2 separate regions of the Mus musculus genome follow, and region 2 is linked to region 1. Evidence: chromatin contacts called from public HiChIP or PLAC-seq data. All regions are on one chromosome and are shown on one strand. Each heading gives the region's core, a stretch centred on a gene start, on an enhancer-like site or on the middle of the called end of the contact. The rest is flanking DNA. Distances are from core to core; before and after follow the strand shown. Region 1 has its middle 15 kb from the start of Gm28175. Region 2 overlaps Gm30248 (a long non-coding RNA gene).

What was found. HiChIP or PLAC-seq counts read pairs in DNA pulled down with a chosen protein or histone mark.
Region 2: an H3K4me3 HiChIP or PLAC-seq map of embryonic midbrain shows a contact between it and region 1, with 4 times the contacts expected there. The contact joins two enhancer-like sites. A contact is called at or near these places in 1 of 484 Hi-C or Micro-C datasets (brain), 5 of 115 datasets of contacts at active chromatin or transcription factors (differentiating embryonic stem cells, embryonic basal ganglia, embryonic hindbrain and 2 more) and 1 of 9 other capture datasets (embryonic tail).

Annotation. Positions count from the first base shown.
Region 1 is chr1:42,241,007-42,245,668 of GRCm38.p6, reverse strand. No RefSeq gene overlaps it. Among named protein-coding and RNA genes, the nearest start is that of Gm28175, 15 kb to the left of the region's middle. Within about 2 kb of position 2,103, at least 53 of the 459 cell types and tissues checked have an H3K27ac peak or open chromatin away from gene starts, as enhancers often do.
Region 2 is chr1:42,627,380-42,631,595 of GRCm38.p6, reverse strand. Gm30248 (a long non-coding RNA gene) reads left to right here. Exons shown (of 3, transcript XR_373380.2): 2 at 1,244-1,947. Among named protein-coding and RNA genes, the nearest start is that of Gm30248, 10 kb to the left of the region's middle. Within about 2 kb of position 2,490, at least 35 of the 459 cell types and tissues checked have an H3K27ac peak or open chromatin away from gene starts, as enhancers often do.

The DNA of each region.
Region 1 (4,662 bases), core at 854-3,353:
AGACATAGCATTATTCGAATGTGAAGGAGGTAGCCACATCCTGAATATACAAATAATAGCCCAAAGCACAGAACTTATGAAAAAAGAAGTCCCCTGCATCATCTAGATTGGCTATGCTGTTTACCTAGGTTAGACCTTAATTTCTAAACTGGGCACAACATAAAGGTACCTGGCTCAGTTCTTCTCCGACACCTATAACAACTACAACGTTATACATCTGAACTTATTAGGACAATAAGTTTGGATGAACTTATCAGAATGACTACTCTCATACCTTAGCACCATTGATAAGTGAGATAGATGCTATGAGCACTGTGACAATACGCTAGTTGATCTGATAATTAATATGGATGGTAAGCAACTAATGGATGGGTAATGTCTTCTGTGTGGATACACTGAATAAGGGACAGATTCTCGTTCTGGGGGCCGGAGGTGAGATGAGGTAGCATGATTTTGCTATGCCACTCAGAATGGCATGCAATACAAAATTTGTGAACTCTGTATTTTTTATATATTTTCTATTTAATATTCATGGATTGCCATTGATTTTGAATAAGGAAATTTTGCAGGAAACAAGGCCATGCATGAAAAAATGTAAATAGATCATAAGTTTTCATTCTTGAGAAGTAAAAAGAAGGTTAAAAAAAAAAGCATAGCCATAAGACAAGCTTGTATTTCAATGTGCTAAAAATAAAGTTGTAAATTTTATAAAAAGGGTTTCAGGCGAACACGTACCCAGTTCTAACCTGCTATTATAGCACATTATAAATATTTAGAAAACATCACATAAACATTTTTGGTGATATTTAAGACATAGTTCTGTACTATGTTACCATAAGGGTAATCTACTTTTAGATGGGGAGAAACTTTCTATGATTAAAATTTCTTTTTAATTATAGAATATCATTTATTTTATCTCTTAAATAAAAAAAATCTTTTACTTTTACTGAGCTCACAAATACATACACCACTTGGCTAGATTAAGGCAGTCGTTCAACAAACACCTTCACTCTTAAGATTGGTACTTTCCCCTTCTCTGTATTCACTGAGGGTGGGGAGTAGTCAAAATTAAGAGAAAAAGAAGGTAGTGAGATTTCTGTGTGCAGAGTGAACATGGTCTATGCTGTCATCATGCGGTGCTCATCAACGAACACCCTAAGAGGTCTGTATTCAAACTCGGGTCACTTTTAAATTCAACGTTCCCACATCCAGTGAATGGTGGACATCAGAGACCAAAACGTAATTTAAAAAATTAATAAATGATGGGTGAAACATTGATTTTATTTTAGGTGTGTGTGTGGCGAAGGGTGTCCCCGTGTGCGTTCTTTTATGTTTTAGGTAGTGATCCCTCTCGGCTCCCCCCCCCCAACCCCCAAGTCCCCACACATTGGGAAGATAAAAGTCTGTGGCCCACACAGCGTTCATGGCGAGAGAGCTGGCAGGGGATGTAGAAGGCAGCCTGGAGCCTTCACCAAGGATGATAAGCCTGCGTGAATTTTACGAGTCTCAGTATCAAGGTTGCCCTCGCAGAAGGGATTTACGAAGAACGGGGAAGGGGGGCTGTGGGGGGTGGGGTGGGGGGGAGAAGGCAGTTGTATGAATAACCGGCATTGTAAATCTTCACCGTGGCAACCCAGAGCTAGGCAAAGTCTGTGATGGGTTCACGACTTGAGAAGAAAGCGACGCAGCAGAGTGGGAATGGATTTTCTTCAGATTCTTAATGCACTGCTTAGAGCCGCTTGGGGGTGGGGGGAGGGGGTGGGGTGCACGCCAGTGTGTGCCTGGAGAAGTGTGTGTGTGTGTGTGTGTGTGTGTGTGTGTGTGTGTGTGTTTGTGAAAGGAGGGAGACGCGTGTGTAAAAGGAGGAACTCTTTGGAAATTTGTTAGAGGGAAATACTGGTCTTATACAGCTTGCCAGCTTTGGGGGCAAAAAGAAGGCCATTTAGCCTCTGAATATAAATGACTGGATTTTGCTTGGGGTAGACAAAAAAAAAAAAAAAAAAAAAAAAAAAAGACATGGGGGAGGGGCATGGGATTATGCAAGCCAGTAACAATGAGCACATTGGACCTTGGGCTCCACAGCACAAGGTCACCGCGAAAGTCAGAGTGTTGGTTAGTGGAGGTGTCTGATAGAAGAAAATGACTCACTGTAGATTGCTTCCTGCTTTGCAAAACAGAGCCGTTACTGAAAATAAGATGCATTTGAGTGGTCTATAGGAACACCTGATTTCCTTCTCTCTCTCTCTCTCTCTCTCTCTCTCTCTCTCTCTCTCTCTCTCTCTCTCTCTCTCTCTCTCTCTCTTGTTCACATAAACACACACGCACACACACACACACAGACACATGCCCCCTCGCCCAACGCACACACTTGTGCACACATGCACACACACACACACACACACACACACACACACACACACACACACTCAGGGCCTGCTGATGTATGAAAGTGAAGCCTTGACTCTAATTGTGCAATTATAAAACGGAAATGATGCGGGTTTGGTAACAGAGGGAAAGAAGGCAGCTCAATAACATTGTTTAATGACAAGCAAATAAAGCTCCGAGGGGAAAGAGGTGACTCTTTCTGCTTTAGACTCATTAAGGAGCCTGAAACATATTGTAAAAGAGTGATATTTAATTATGGGCTGGACTGATAACAGAGAGCAGGGCCTCACTGGGAGAAAGAGACCCTGTGCTCCTAGGAGCTCACAGCTCCAAACATCAATTACCATGATTATCTACCCAGTGCTTGCAAAATGCACCGTCTCCATGTTCCATCAGCGACCCGTAAACAGGCATTGCATAGGCAAATTTATGGGCACAGGCAGCCAGGGCCAGGTGGGAAAGCCAGCCTCTCATTGGCGTCCCAGCAAAGGAGGGAAGAAACGTAGGAAAGAAAAATCCGCCTTGTGCTCTGTGCAAGGAACAATTTATTACTGAGTATTTGAGGAAGACAGTGCTTGCTGCCTGCTGCTTCCACCCCCACCCCCCACCTTTTGCCTCTGCTGCCTGTCTAAATGAGGAATGGACCTGTATTAACCGACCCCTGCTTACGGGGAATCACTTGGCACAGTCTCCGGAAACCTTGTGCTGCTCTGGAGGCCGTGAGTTCTGGAGCCAGGAGGAAGCATTCCCTTTTTCCCTTACCCTTTCCGGAAAAAGCCTACGTCCCCCTCTTCCCCCCATCTGATTGTGAGAAATTAGAATTTGGTAGAAACAAAGTTGCAAGAAGAGAATGGTGTGACTGAAACGCAGTGGGAAGTATTTGTGTCATATTGCGGGTAACTTTTTATGAGTGTGTGTGTATACGTTTTTGAGGGTGATTTGGGAAAGTTCCTAGATTTAAAGCATGATTGGAAAGCCTGACCCATGATGCTAACATTATGGAGGCTGGTGCAGGACTATTGTAGATCTGAGGGTAGACAGGCCTAAATGGTGGACTCGAAGCTAGCTTGTGATCTATAGAAGGGACTTTTTTCCTCTCTCGCTCGCTCAAAACAAAACCAAAGACATAAAAATAAATTCTTGGGGCTTGTTAACTGTCAAATTTTTTCATATGAAAGCACTGAAATAGCCTGCATTTACCTAAACACCGCGAGTTAACTACACATTTAGTTTCCTTATGAACAACCATTCCAACTACAGCCTGAAGTGACCCCAATGCTGCTGGTTCTTTCTTGCTCTCTGTTTATATTGACGGCCCCGAACTGACAGTGTATTCGTCATTCTACGTAGCAAACTCATTGTGAGGAAGGTGTTATCTCTAGCCAAGTGGTCAGAGATAGCCCACCTGAACTTGGTCTTGCATTTTGTATTTCTTATAACCATTTTCTAGAACGAGATTGCCCATCAATAATTTATGCTGAGCAGCGGACACCTGACCATGGATGGAAGTGCCATGGGTGGATGGATGGATAGATACCCAGAGACAGGGACTGGCTTAGCTCTGCTCCCAGCACCCATCTCAGGCTTTAGGATCACAGTAGCTCAGCGTGGTTAAGTATGGAGGAGCAGTCCTGACTGCTAATGTTCCTGTCAGCCCCATTCTGAAGAACAAAGGAAATTTGGGCTACTTTTTTTAATTCTACGCTCTCAGCTCATCAACACTTGGTTCACATTAAAATGTAAGAACATTACACTCAACACTCTGCTAATAATCAGAAAGTACTGCTTTGAAGTCTCCCTGTTTCTCAGCTACTACCCATGACAGATGTTTGCCAGAGAAAAACTCAGGGGGCATTTTCTCGAGAGCATTTTGGCTGAGAGCGGTAACCATTGCACTGTTTATAGTTCAGCAATCTCCCGAGCTAGCGGTGGCTTCTTCTTTAGCTCACTCACATCCTACTCCTTGCCAGCTCCCCACTGCCACAGACCCGACCTCTGAAGACATGCATTTATTTCACCTCAGTCTTTCCGTAGCATCAATTAATAAAAACTGACGACGTTTTCCACAAACGCACATGTCCTGATAAATGAGGGTCCTGACTTAATTGCTCTGTAAATTAAGAGCTCACCATAGTGACAATGGAGACGAGTTTTAATATTTAAAAACTCATTAAATTTGTGTACTTTGTGAATAATTAAAGTCACAAGACCACTTTAAGGAGCTAATTTAAGTTTCATTCTGAAATGTATATCATAGATGAGGACAATTCATCTACA
Region 2 (4,216 bases), core at 1,241-3,740, 390 kb before region 1:
ATTCTTAAGCAGCATGCTGTCCCAATTCCAAATGGCTGGAGGTGCTGCTTAGGAGCTCAGGGTGATGTCACCTTCAGTGTGCTTGCTTCCGTGGTGTGGGCCAGGCTGATGAAAGAGTTTCCCTAGAGGTGCTGAGCCTTGCTGCTGCTTCTGAGTGATGTGAGAGTTGTTGCCATGGGGATTAGAAAGCTCCTAAGGGGCCTGGACTTTGAAAGTTCTTCTAAGTTTAGAGACAGTAAAGAAGTGGAAATACTGAAATTTAAAATTAAATAGTTAAGCACACTGCAATATATGCTTAATGATAACATATATTTAAATTAAACATAATCAAAACAAATACTTTAAATTACAAATCAAACCTTCCCAGATCATTAAAGCTGCCTATTTTTTACAGGCAACTGAAACCTATATTTAAGAGCTTCCATTTTCTTCAAATATTAATTGAATTTTCTTTCAAAGCTACGGATGGAACCCAGGGTCTCAGTCACGTATGTAGTCAAGAACTTTACTATGGAACTTGAACCCCAAAGAATTAATTTTAAGGCAAATATTACTTCTGATAAGGCCAATATTTCTGGCTCAGAAGTTAAGAGGACTAGCTGCTCTTTCATGAGGACCAGAGCTTAGATCCCTGCACCCATGTTAAGAAGATTACAGACACATATAACCACAGCTCAGAGGGATCTAATGTACTCTGTGCCTTCTGTGGGCACCTTCATACACATGTGCTCACACACTTGCCCAGACACATGCACACTATATAAAGAAAATTAAATTAAAATCAAGAAGCAGTAGTATATCTCTTTTGACATGATTATCAACAGGGAAGGAGCTAGTTCCATCTCCAGGTTCAGAGTGTGATGCAGTCAGTCCTGGGCCCTTCATTCTCAGCTTGTTAATGCCCTCTGAAATAGAAAATTGATTTTTTTTTTTTTATTAAAAACCAGAGAAGTGATGTCAGGGTCTGAATTCATTCCAGTCAAGTCTATTTAGAGCAGTGGTTCTCAACCTTCTTAATGTTGCAAACTTTTAATACAGTTCCTCATGCTTTAGTGACCCCCCCCCCTTAATCATAAAATTATTTTGTTGCTACTTTATAACTGTGATTTTGCTACGGTTATGAATTTTAATGCAAATCTTGGTTGTCTTTGATGGTGTTAGGCGACCCCTGTGAAAGGGTCGAGACCCACAGGTTGAGAACCACTGATTTAGAGCCTTCTTTGTTTTTGTTTTTCTAATCTAGGAAACCTGAAAGAACAGAGGTCCACTGTCAGCATTTGCACAGGAGGAAGTATTTCGAAGCCCCCATCACCTCGTCTGGCCTTATAGACCTGCTGATGAGGAAGGCCTTCTGCTCCCCTCCCCCAACCCTCTCCTCTTTCCATCTCTTGCCTAAAGGCTGCTCCGTTTGGGGGACTGTGCCCAAGGTGCTGCATGGTCGACCGACCGACCCCAGAGAAAGGCAGGCATCATCATCTCAGCTGCTCCCTCTGCTCTAAGGACCGGGGACTAGGAACATTCTGGCAAGAGAAGGGAGGGGGGGCCAAGCTTGGAGTCACACATGGCTGCATTTCGTATGGCAAGGCTTTCTTGTTTGTGCTTTCTTCCTATGGAAAAAAAAAAGGCTCTGGAAGGGGCCTGGGGAGCCAGATCAAATGTTCAAATGTACTGGCAGGGAGCCAAGGCTCAACTTCTCTGCCAGGAACTCCACGTTCTCAAGTCTTCACTGCTGTTGAAACTGATCGGGAAGGTTAATGAGATTAATATGGCCAAACACTGTGGGCTTCTGGGAAGCAAACAGCCAGGTAGGGAGGCCCAGTGTTGGACCAAGGTGGCTGGAAATAAGGTATACAACCCACTCCTAGAAAAGCTTGAGTGTTTTTACCGGACAATCCCTGTGCCGGGGCTGGCGAGGGAAGCGCACAGAACTCTACGTCATTGCTGAGGGTGAGTGAGTGACCTGGTCGGTTTTCATCTCACCAGCTCTGCCTAGCACTTGCCACCTATGTAGTTCCCCTAGTGACTTTTTTTTTTTTTTTTGCAAAAGAGTTTGAGTGTTTCATGAAAAATGGTGAAATAACACAGCCATGGGGGGGGGGGGAATCCAACTGGGCATGGGACAGAAAGTTGAAATGTCTCTATTGCGGGGACATGCCTTGAATAGATTTTTGAGCAAAGAGGAGAAGAGAGTTTTCTCTCTCTCTCTCTCTCTCTCTCTCTCTCTCTCTCTCTCTCTCTCTCCCTCTCTCTCTCTCTGTATTTATGAATATTTAAAAATGATATATAAGTGGAAGGACATGAAGGAAGAAGAAGTTTGGGTAAATCTATAAAACCGCCACAATTTATGAAGAGTTTAAAAGGCAATTTCTTTTAAAGGGGCAAATTCCTAATTTCCCACATAAAAGTATGGGAATTGAATGGTAAATCCTTCTCCACCGACAAGCCCTCTGAAAGAGGCATGAAAAAGAGTTACTGTTCCCGTCCATTCATGCCTCCTGAAAGCCATGGATGTGACACTCACTGCCCCGGAGCACGCAGCCTGTGGTTTCAAAGCTGCCGGGTGACTTCTCAGAAATGATCTATTGTGGCGCTTTGTTTCGTCCGGGTCACCCTCGTTTTGTTCTGCGAGGGCTGTGTTACTCTTCTGCCATTAATCCACCCTGTCTTCTCTTCTCTATTCAGAGGCACATTTCACTCCTCATCGTGCCCAGAGCGGGGATGAAGTGTCTGAGAAAGGCCTAGTGCTCTGCATGGCAGAGAGGGAGAGAGAGAGGGAGAGAGAGAGAGAGAGAGAGAGAGAGAGAGAGAGAGGAAGAAAGGAAGGGAAGCCATTTGAGGAGTAGCCAGGGTGGAAAAGGGAGTATTGGGTGGTGGCTTCATCCACTCAAGTGGACTCCAGGGACTCAGCTACACAGCTTTTGCATCTCTGGGGAAGGGGCATCCTGACACAGATCTCATGGGAGATTGTCCTTATTTTTCATCTTTGGCTTGATCTGCTCACTCATAGTTTGACAAATACAGACTACATGTAGCTCAAGGGTTGGCAGGCTGGAATGGACTGCAAAAAAGATACAATTATTTCCAAAGGAAAAAGATTAAGAAGAAAAATTAAACCTCAAACCTGCCATTTGGTTAGTATCTCAGATCGTGTTTGCATCCCTCCCATCTCATTGGAAACCCCCTTTTATCTGATTTTATCCAAAAATTACTTTCTTACACCCACCTTCTGGGTCACTTACTTTTAATATAGTTGGCAGGGACTATCCAGAGGTCTCCAAGGATCCCATGATAACTTTGTTAAACCATGCCAATTATCAGTGGATCTGATGTCTCTCCTTTGTACTCCATGCACAGGGGTTGCAGGTTTTTGTCCATCAGATCATACAGAGACTACAGACAATGGTAGCCATGGACTAAAGAGGGGCCTCTGAAGCCATCCAATTTCCTTTATAGCTGGTCCAGTGGTTGGTCCATTTCCCTGGGCTTAGGCTGCTCAGTTCTGATAGCCTGAAGACAAGAAGCAGCTACCATCCGCACAGACCCTGAGCCCAATGTGTTTCCCAGGGATGAACAGTGGGCAAAATGACAAACAGGGGAACAGCGAGGTCTCAAAATTCAGCTGAATGCTGACTCATTTTCACTAAATTGTGAATCTAAGATTAAGTTTTTTTAAGTTGCAGCAGTTAGGGAGACGACGGCTCCGTGAAAAGGAACACAAGCTTGTGAGTGTGAGTTCAGAGTTCAAATCCCTTACAAAACAGAACCCACTTAAAAAGTCACTGTCTGACTCAGAGACAGACCCTGACTGAAGGCAAGAAGGTGGGGAGCCACACAGGCGATACCAGACATCTTCAGTGGTCGCCATATATCTGTACATGGGCACACATGCTGGCACACTCATATGCATGCAACATATAACACACACACACACACACACACACACACACACACACACACACACACACACACACACACAGCATAGATGAAAGGTGCATCAACTTGAAGAAAATAAAAGAAAATGAGCCATTAACCTCAGTGTTCACTCCCATTTGAGCTTTGCGCCCTCAGTTGGGCAAATGACCTACTATGCTGGGTCCCCAATTTCACCACAGAGAAGAAAGATCTGTGGATTTACTTTAGTGGCTGATATACATGGAAAGGTTTCAGAGATGTGGCAAGTGCTTGCTCATCACTCCTGCAGGGTCTTAGCCTCCTA